Regions from separate parts of the Canis lupus genome. Here region 1 is linked to region 2. A link is a contact called in public Hi-C data. All regions are on one chromosome and are shown on one strand. Each heading gives the region's core, a stretch centred on a gene start, on an enhancer-like site or on the middle of the called end of the contact. The rest is flanking DNA. Distances are from core to core; before and after follow the strand shown. Region 1 holds the start of ABHD12 (lysophosphatidylserine lipase ABHD12). Region 2 holds the start of ENTPD6 (ectonucleoside triphosphate diphosphohydrolase 6).

Evidence for each region. Hi-C and Micro-C count contacts between places; a contact is called where the count stands out from the background.
Region 1: a contact with region 2 is called in a Hi-C map of blood, with 2.9 times the contacts expected there. The contact joins the promoter of ABHD12 here to the promoter of ENTPD6 in region 2. A contact is called at or near these places in 2 of 9 Hi-C or Micro-C datasets (both in blood).

What each region holds. Positions count from the first base shown.
Region 1 is chr23:1,734,407-1,739,250 of UU_Cfam_GSD_1.0, reverse strand. ABHD12 (lysophosphatidylserine lipase ABHD12) reads left to right here and starts at 3,307. Exons shown (of 13, transcript XM_038570229.1): 1 at 3,307-3,359. The coding sequence starts at 3,322.
Region 2 is chr23:1,546,746-1,551,686 of UU_Cfam_GSD_1.0, reverse strand. It overlaps ENTPD6 (ectonucleoside triphosphate diphosphohydrolase 6), which reads right to left and starts at 3,610. Exons shown (of 14, transcript XM_038570224.1): 1 at 3,432-3,610.

The DNA of each region.
Region 1 (4,844 bases), core at 2,058-4,557, 190 kb before region 2:
TGAATATAAAGTAGTGAACAAAGTTCTTGTTCTCAGAGTCTATGTTCCAGTGTGGGATACAGATATATTGATGATAAATTTATTAGTTTAGTGCTAAGAAAAATAAGCCAGGGCAGGTAAATAATTCTGTAGTCAGTGATGATGAGAGGATCTGAGGGTTTGGAGTTAGTGTTCAGAGAAGGCACAGACCTGTAGTGGGGAGGGAATAAACCATGTGCAGGTGGGGCCATAGGATAGGCAGAGAATTACACGTGCAGCAGGAATGCAAGTGCAAAGGTCCCAAGGAGGGGGATTGGGTGACTCACACAAATGCCAACCATACCTCTCCGGGGCCCCTGCATCAGCAAGGAGGCAGTGACACTGGAGCAAAGTAAGGGAGGGAGGGACTCCTGGGTGGCTCAGGCTCCCCTCAAGGAGCCTGCTTTTCCCTCTGCCTATGTCTCTGCTTCTATCTCTCACGAATAAATAAATAAAATCTTAAAAAAAAAAAATGTAAGGGAGGGAGACTCTAGTGGCTGAGATCAGAATGAGGGCTTGAGGCCATGCCAGGTAGGACCCTGTAGGCCCTATCATAAGCTTTCTGTTTTAAAGAAAACTTGAGTGAGTTGGGGAACTATATATAGGTATTTTTGAGCAAAACAAGTGACAGGACTGGACCTACATCTTTACATGGACCTTTCTGACGGCAAAGTAAGCAAAAGTTGGCAAAGGTGGAGGCAGGAGACCACTTATTAAAATTATTGTTAAAATAATTCGAGTGAGAGAGGATGGCAACTTGGCCCAGCATGTGGATGGAGGAGGTGGTGAGAAGTGGTTGCATCCTGGATAGATTTTGAAAGGAGTGCTGAATCAGGCATAAGAAGATTCAAGGATGATCCCAGAGTTTTGGCCTAAGGAAATGCAAATACAAGGCTACCATTCCTGAAGCAGGAAGGTTACACATGGAGTAGGGGTGGGGAAAGAGTTGGGAGCTCAGCTTTGAACATAACTTTAGGTGAAATGAGTGAATGAGTAAACCATTAGAGGAACCTGCAATTCAAGGAAGGAGTGTGGACTAGAGATACAATGTGGGTGTCATCAGTGTAGGGTTGTATTTAAAAACAGACCACATGGACAGTGAATGTGGAATATCAGAGAGCAAGAACTTCCTGTCCCCTTCTAGGTCCTCTTCTGTATTAAGAACCAAATTGCTATAGGACAGATTAATAGGAGAAAATCAAACTTAGTTTCCTGCCTACAGGAAATTCACATTGATATGGAAATTCCAAGGACAATTGGGCAAAATAAAGTTATATATTATCTTGAACTAAAGAGAATCCGGTAGGGGTCTGGGACTTTGAAGGGAAAGAATGCAAGTCACAGGCTGAAGTCTGGTAATTAAATGCTTGCCTTGCCATATAGATGGGTCACTCAGGTAAAATTTGTCTCTGGTAATAAACATTATTCTGGGAAAGACTCCAATTTAGATTCTCCTGTGTAGTTAAGGGAGGGACAAAAAGCTTCTTCCATAGGGAGGAAGTCCATAGGGTCTTGATGGCCTTCAGCTCAAAATAATCAAGCCAAAGTGTCTACCTTGGAGTGGCCTGGCCCTTCGCCCCTCCAGGACCAAGAGCTGAAGACTAGGCCTAATGCCAGCCAGGTTCAATATCCCTCACTTTGCTTTTTTTTTCTATTAAAGAGGATTTTGTGAGTAATAGGGTCAAATTTTTTTTTTTTAAACTCAGTTTCTGGATTCCTAATCTCCAATATGTGTTGGTATAACACTTTAAAGAATTCACCATTTAAATTCTAAAAGAGGGGATGCCTGGGGACATGGGGCTCCTTGAGGGAAGCCTGCTTCTCCCTCTGCCTGTGTCTCTGCCACAGTCCCTGGGCCCCCTCCTCTCCGTGAGTTTCTTGCTGATGAGAGTGCCCCTCCGTCGACCCTCTACCCTCTCTGTGTGTCTCTCATAAATAAATAAATAAAACCTTTAAATAAATTCAAAATGAGTATTTGAAGATATCCACACAATTATGAACGCTGGTTGTGGAATTTCTGTACCACAGTCAATGAAATTCTTTGGCAATTTACAAGTATCATTACAAAGCTAATAGGAGCTATTGATTTTATAAAAGCATTTCTTTTTTTTTTTTAAGATTTTATTTATTCATGAGAAACAGAGAGAGAGAGAGAGAGAGAGAGAGAGAGACAGAGACACAGGCATTGGGAGAAGCAGGCTCCATGCAAGGAGCCTGATGTTGGACTCGATCCCAAGACTGCAGGATCACACCCTGGGCCCAAGGCAGGCGTAAACTGCTGATCCACCCCAGGATCCCTATAAAAGCATTTCTAATTGATTTTAAATTATCAGTTGCCAATAGTTTTCAAGTGACACAAATGTTGAAATGGTGAAAGTTCACTTTATAATAAGTAAGCAAATCTCTCAGTTGTAGATCGTTTCTAAGAAATAATGCCATATTAAAGAATGCCAAAGCTGTAAAATTAACTGTGTGAAACTACTCTTTGTGAGATGAGTTGAATTAGTTCTTAACTTGGGTTTCACATTTGATATAGTTTTTTTTTTTTTTTTTTTTTTTAAGATTTTTAAGTAATCCCCACACCCAATCCAGGGCTGGAACCTACAAGCCCAAATCAAGTTTGACTCATTGAGTGCGCAGCAAGGCGGACCGCCACCAGCTGCTACTAAAATGCTTCACAAAAATCTCAAATGAAATGGTTTTTAAGAAGTAAATTGTTTAATTCGGTTTTCATATGTTCAGCCCCAAAGTTAAAAGTTAAATTACTTATATGCTTGTGTCCAACAAAAAGTACCTAAAAGCATATTTTTCAAAGTAAACTGTTGTGGGAAAAATAGTTATAAATCATGAGGATGGTGGTTTGTTACCTTCTGCTTTCTGTCCTCATAAACAGGTTTCCGAGGGGTTCCCTCCCACTGGGTCTCCAGCCCTAGTGAACCCGAGCCAGAGCGGGAGATGGAAGAGCCAGCTGTCCCCGCGGCGCGGGCCCTCGACCCGGGGCAGAGCCAGGCGCGTCCGCTCGCGGCGCCGGGGACCCCGGCTCAGGCAACCCCGCCCCTGCGCCCACCAGCCCATCCCCGCCAGCATCACTGGTCCCCTGGCCCTGCCCGCACCGTGACGCCCTGCAAGGCTTCGGCCGCCCTTCTCCAAAATGGCCGCAGGTGTGCGCCGGCGTCGCGGGGCGCGCTCCCCGCGGAAGCACGGCGGGGGCGGGGCCGACGGGAGCCGGGCGCTGATTGGCCGGCGCGGCTGCCCCGTCCCGGGCGCCGGTCCGTACGGCCGCCGCCGCGGCCTGGGGCTGGGATGCTAGGGGCTGCGGGCTCCCGGCGGCTGCGGCTCCCGTGAGTGGCGGCGACTGCGACTGCGGCGCGGGCGGGCGAAGCGAGCGGGCACCGTCGGCAGCTGGCCGTGTCGGCCGCGGGATGAGGAAGCGGGCCGAGCCCGTCGCCTTGGAGCATGAGCGCTGCGCCGCCTCGGGCTCATCCTCCTCCGGCTCGGCCGCCGCGGCGCTGGACGCCGCCTGCCGCCTGAAACAGAAGCTGCGCCTGGCGGGCAAGGGGCCCTCGGAGCCGCGCTGCGCCGCGGACGCGGGCATGAAGCGGGCGCTGGGCAGGTGAGGTGGGGCGCCGGGGCCGGCCAGACCTGGCAGGCACGCAGCCCCTGGGCCCCCGCCTCTCCGCGAGGTTCTTGCTGATGGGAGCGCCCCCCGCCGACCCTCCACCCTCCGGCGTCCTCTCCCAGCCTCCCTCCGCCGCTCTCCCTCGCCTGGCCCGCAGGTGTGGCCCGCGGGCATCCTTCCCTCAGGTACCTGCCTGCGGGAGCGCCCCGACCGTCCTTCCACCCTCCGGTGCCCCCCTCCGGCCCCCCGTGGAGCCCAGCGCCGCGCCCCTACCCTTCCCGGGTGACCAGTGGGACCCCGTCCGCGGGCTGGACCAGCGTCCCTCCCAGGGGCTGCGAGCCGCGGGCGGTCGCCACCCGGCGCGGGGGAGGAGTGGGGGAGGGCCCGGGGGCGCCCCTGCTGCGGCCCCCGGACGCCCCGCAAGGAAGGGGGGACGCGGAGCGGTGGGCTGCAGATCCGGGCAGCTGGGATCCTTCGCCTCAGCTCTGCAGGGAGCTCAGGACCCACCGCCCCTCGCGCTGGGCTGGCGTCTGCGGAAGCTTACCTGGTCCCGGTTCTCACTTTGCTGAGTTTCTCCGGTAACTAGTTGTCAAGAAGTGGCATTCTCTGCCCAGAACTAATGAGGCCTTTGGGGGAAAGGTTAAATGGTGTGCTGTCGCCAAGGGTATGCCGCATCCTCAGCTGTTGGAGGGAAACCTGTGGGTGGGTGTGCGGATGGCTAGTGGTGCTTGAAATTTGTCTACACGGAGAATCTAGAGTTGGAGAATCTGGAAGTCTTCTAGCGTTTTGATTTCTCCCTCTGAGTAGGGGATGAATGTGTCCAGGTAGAGTTGATTTCAAGACTAAGGTAGTGTATTTCATAGGGACAAATTTCTCCCCGTATGCTGGCTCCATAATTAATCTGGCTGTTCTCAGAACGTATCATTCAAGGCAGTTTTGAAATCTGGATCTTTCACGGTTTTGAAGAAGTTAGTATGTAACGTTCTCAGGTGTTGCAGAGTCATTTCTTTTGGGGTCAACTGGAATGTCCTTAATTGACGCTGGCTGCTTCAGTGTCAAATATTTATCCAAATAGTCCCTAAAAATATCATTGCCTAAAAGATCATGAAATTGAAAAAAATAGAAATATGTATCCAAATAGACACTTTAATATTTTAACCTCATTGTTTAAAAAGTCATGGAACGAATTGTAGTCTCTCCTCTGTTA
Region 2 (4,941 bases), core at 2,361-4,860:
TTTTAAAGATCGTGTTCTGCTGGTTCTTTCTTCATACCGCTATAAAATCTACCCAAGATACTTACTGCCACTCTGAACCCTGGCAACTAAAGGCTTCTCTCCTGGGTTCTTTGGTGCTCTACAAACTTCTACTCCCTGAGTAAGCAGTATGTGGAGTTATTTATTTGAGCCTTCCCTCTAGTTAGTTTAGCAGGGGCCAGCTCCATCATCCTGGGTCTTCCAACCCCAACACAAGGCCAGAGCCCAGCAGCCATTCAGTCAATAGTTGCTGTTAAAGGAGGCTAGCTGATGGCTTAGCAACTCACTTGTAGTCGGGGAAAGATGGAACCATCAACAATGCTTCAGGATCCAGATGATGGCCACCAACAGAAGTAGGCATTTGGGAAGGGGCAATTTGGGCAGGAGACAATAATGACCAGGTTTTCAGCATGTTAAGTTTGAAATGACAGCAGGACATTTGGTCAGAAATGGAGCTGACCCTTGTGAGATAGCAGGTTTGGGGTTGGGACCTGGGAAATTGGGCACGAAGGGGTATTAGCTAAGGTCAGGAGTGAAGAAATCAAGGACAGAGAGAAGACCCAGGAACGAGCAGAGTCTGAGATGTAACCTGGGGAATGCTCAATCCTAGGCATCTAGCACTCACTCTAGAACTAGTCCTCTCATAGGCCTCCTTTCATTAGGTTACTGTATCCCAGAGTTTTCCATCGCTAAGAGATCATTAAACAAAAAGGTATTTATAGACAATGTTTGAAAGCAGCTATTTCTAAGGATGAACAATGAGAACACAAAAGTAATACTAACATCTTACAACTCTGACAGCGTAAGATGTTTCTTACAATTCTGACAGTGTAAGATGTTAAGACCCTTCTTTTTTTCTTTCTTTTTTTTTTTTGCTTGCTTTCCTGTTCCTTGCAACCAGTGGGCCAGTGCAGCACAGTTGTTAAGACCCTTTTACATAATCAACTTTTGTCTTGTTCAATGTTAGTTTAAGAACCATGACCTACATGATCAGATTAACAGGTGATATACCAAATTTTGAGGCAAAGGTTGCTTTTTATTAAACTAAAAAAATTATCCTTTACATAAGCTATATCCTGTTAGCAGAGGCTTACAAGGCTGGCACTTATACCACACAACAGGCAACAACTTATTATCATACAACAGTGCCAAGGCCCAGGAATATTTGAAAACAGACTTGTCTGTAATCACACAGCTGGCATGTGGTAAGGTACAGACAAGACTTTCTGGCTTCTGTCTCCACATCAAATGTGCTCCATCACTTCACTTTCTCTATTAATGTTAAGACTACTTCAGACAACCAAAAAAATACATGAAGTTACATGCCTATAATCGTTACAGTTATAGACCAACAAGCTCAGCATAACATAAACAGTCCAAACAGAAAATAACATTTAGGGAGCACAGAGCCAGGAACAACCTGGCTCCATGACCTGGAGGCCCAAACCTAAAGGCCAGTTTCACCTACTAAGACTATAAGATAATTTACGAAGGGGCAAATCGCATTTCCATGGGCACCACTAACACCACAGTCTAAATATGTCGATCAGGTCCTCCCTAGAGGTCCACTCAGGACCTGAATTGTTATTCAGTTTGATTTTTGTCCTTTAAAGAGAGAGAGTCTAGAACAAGGCTATCAGGCAGGGAATAGGGAGTAGGCTGGGGCACAAAGGTCAACAGAGGTTTGGCTTGGTAAGCCTTGCTCCCAGCTAGCTTTCTAGGAGCTGGGGAAGGTAGGTGGCTCTTGGAACATAAGCTCTATCTGATTTGGATCAGTGGCTAATCTGTTGGCCAGTTTCTTCAAGGTTTTCAGTTAAGTACATAAAAGAGCCATATATGCAAAATGACCACCACATATGCTAAAAACCTATCCAAAATTAAACATTAACAAACCACTACTTACTCTCCTGGTAGGTTTAAATGGGCTTTTATCTCTTTCTCCGGGGGGGGGGGGGGGGGGGGGGGGAGAAAGGATACATACATGAGTCAGCCCAGTTAACACCACCAGTTGTTTCCTTTTCACAAGACAGAGTGGGCGGGGAAGCTCTTGCAGATCTCTTTACATGGCTGTCCCCCTCTGGTTTTTCATGTGAGGTTCCACAAGGGAGAGACATCATATTAGACAACTGATGCTTATGAGGGCAGGGGGAGTGGGACAGAAAACAATTCCTGGATTTATACTACTATGCTCCCCGCCCCCAACCTTGTTCATGTATTGGTAGGGTCAACAGAACAACCTCCCCAGGACAAACCCTCATCCCCCATCCATCATGGCTCTTGCAGTGGGTCAGAAAGCCCTTGTAATCACAGTTGCTATTCACCCGTCCGAAGGAACCTAAAGTTTCAGATTCCCTCACTGAGGGGCTATGGGCTATGACCTACACAGGATCCTGAAGGATGGAAGATGTGGGGCTTGGTATGCATGATCCTGGAATGTGTCTGGAAGGACAACTGGAGCTACCCTGAACTTCTGGGTGACTTACCTCTTTTGAGTGGATGCCCGGGATATGCGGGGCTGTGCCCGTCATGATCTACAAAAACAATCCAGGTTTTCTTCCAGCCTTTTTTTTTTTTTTAATTTTATTTATTTATTTATGATAGTCACACACAAAGAGAGAGAGAGAGAGGCAGAGACACAGGCAGAGGGAGAAGCAGGCTCCATGCACCGGGAGCCCGACGTGGGATTCGATTCCGGGTCTCCAGGATCGCGCCCTGGGCCAAAGGCAGGCGCCAAACCGCTGCGCCACCCAGGGGTCCCCTCTTCCAGCCTTTAAAACCATTCTATGGCTCCTAGCTGGACTTAAGATAAACTACCTTTCCCGCAAGGGCCCCCTGCTCATCTCTCCCTTCCCTTTTACTCTCTCGACTCTTCAGGGCTTTCTCCTGAAGGGCGTGGAGCCCAGCGTCCAGCTGTGTCCACTCAGGGCCCCTCCCTGGAGCACTGCTGGCGCCCACCTCGAGCGCCCCGTGCGCTCTCCTGGTCGCACAGCAATCCCAGAGCTTACTGTCCCTGCATGTGCTGCCCTGTCAGAGGACACGGTCTTGTCTTGTCCGCTACCCGGGCTCCCTCACTGGGCCGCCCGTCCTTTCCCTCCCGGACCTCGTGCAACCGGCCCCGCGCTGGGAACGGGTCGGCCAAGCCGAGGGGAGGAGCGCAGCAGCAGGTCAGCAGGGTCCCTGCGGCCCCCCACCGCCTCCAGGACACTCACGGGTCGGCACAGTCGGGTCCGGGACGACTGCAGGAGCCCGGACGGGACGGCAGGAACGACCCTGAGGCGCCTGCGGGCCCCGCTGCTGGAGACGGAGGAGCCGGCAGGTGGAAGGCTCCGCACCCCGCGGCCCCGACCCGCCGCACCCGAGCCCTCTCCCGCAGCGTACCCCGCCAGCCCCGCGCGCCCCCGGCCCGCCCTTACCCTGCAGTCCCCTCCGCCCCTCCGCGGAGGGAATTCCGTTTCCCGGGAGCCGGAGGGCGACCGAAGAACCTTCGCAGCTCCAGCTCGGGGCCGGCGCCACCACGGCCTCCGCCCACAGGCCGCCAGCCCGCGGATCCCCGAGCCTGGGCCCCGCCCACGTGCACGGCGCGTCCCGGGGAGGGCGGAGCCGGGCGTTGGGGCCCGCGCAGGCGCGGCGTGTGGGCGGGGCCTGGGGAGCCCCGGTGCGCAGGCGCGGCGTGTGGGCGGGGCCTGGGGAGCCCCGGTGCGCAGGCGCGGCGTGTGGGCGGGGCCTGGGGAGCCCCGGTGCGCAGGCGCGGCCGTGGTTTTCGCGCCGCTGGGTGGCGTGGTTTAGTGTCAGGGGGCGGCTGCTGGGGTCAGCTGGGCCTGAGGTCTTGGCCGGCGGGGCCGTCAGTGCCGCAGTGCGGCCCCGCCGGCTGCGTTCCGCTCCTGTCCCAGCTCTAGGGGTCCCTCTGCGCGGCAGAGCGTGCTGTGCTTACCCCCATGACCTCACCACCCGACCTTGAGCAGCCGTGAACTTCCCTGGGGTCCTTGCACACCTGGAGCACCCCCACTCCCCACAAGGTGGTAGTGATAGAAAATGCAACTACGGCAGAACAGGTGCGCGGCGAATCTCCTGTTCTCGACCCCCATTCTCCTAACTCTAACAGGAGATGCCGAGGTGGCCAGGTCCTGACTTGGGTCAGTCGTCCACGCAGGCCCCAGCTTACTGAAGGGTCCTGGGAGTGGGTCTTCCCAGATGTCCTCCACTCAGGCCCCGCGGCTGTGCCCCGGCGGGAGCTGCGTGCCCGCTGCCCTGCGGCTGGGCTGCCTGCGACCGTGGCCAGCGCTTGTGCCTCCTGTGGGGCGGCCTCGGACTCGCAGGCGGAGGAGGGGGGAGACCCTGGGGCGGTCCTCAGCCGGCCCCTGGGCCCCTGACCCACTCAGCGGGCTCCTGACCCACTCTCTGCTCCTGTCTGTGCTCAGGATGGTGGCACTTGTGAGAGTGAGTGGATGCTAACCAGAGTGGATACCAACCAGACGGGATGGAGGGACAACAGGCACATACCAGGAGTGGGCGCCCGGCAGGTGGTCACCGTGAGCACCTGGTCGGATGCTACCCTCCTTCACCGGGCCAAACCGCTGAAATTTGTTTTATACAGCAGTTTGCTCATGTGGTCCTTTGTTCCAGTTGCTCGCTATTATGAATAATGCTACAGGATCCTGGAGGACTATTATTGTGTGCATGTGTGGGTATATCTTATAGGAGAAATTCTTAGAATTTCTGTGGTAAAGGATGTGTCCCCTCAGCCCTTTTTCTTTTTTTTTTCAATATAAGTTTATTTTTCATTGGTGTTCAATTTGCCAACATATAGAATAACACCCAGTGCTCATCCCATCAAGTGCCCCCTCAGTGCCTGTCACCCAGTCACCCCCCCCACCTCCCCTTCCACCCCCCCTAATTCGTTTCCCAGGGTTAGGATTCTCTCTC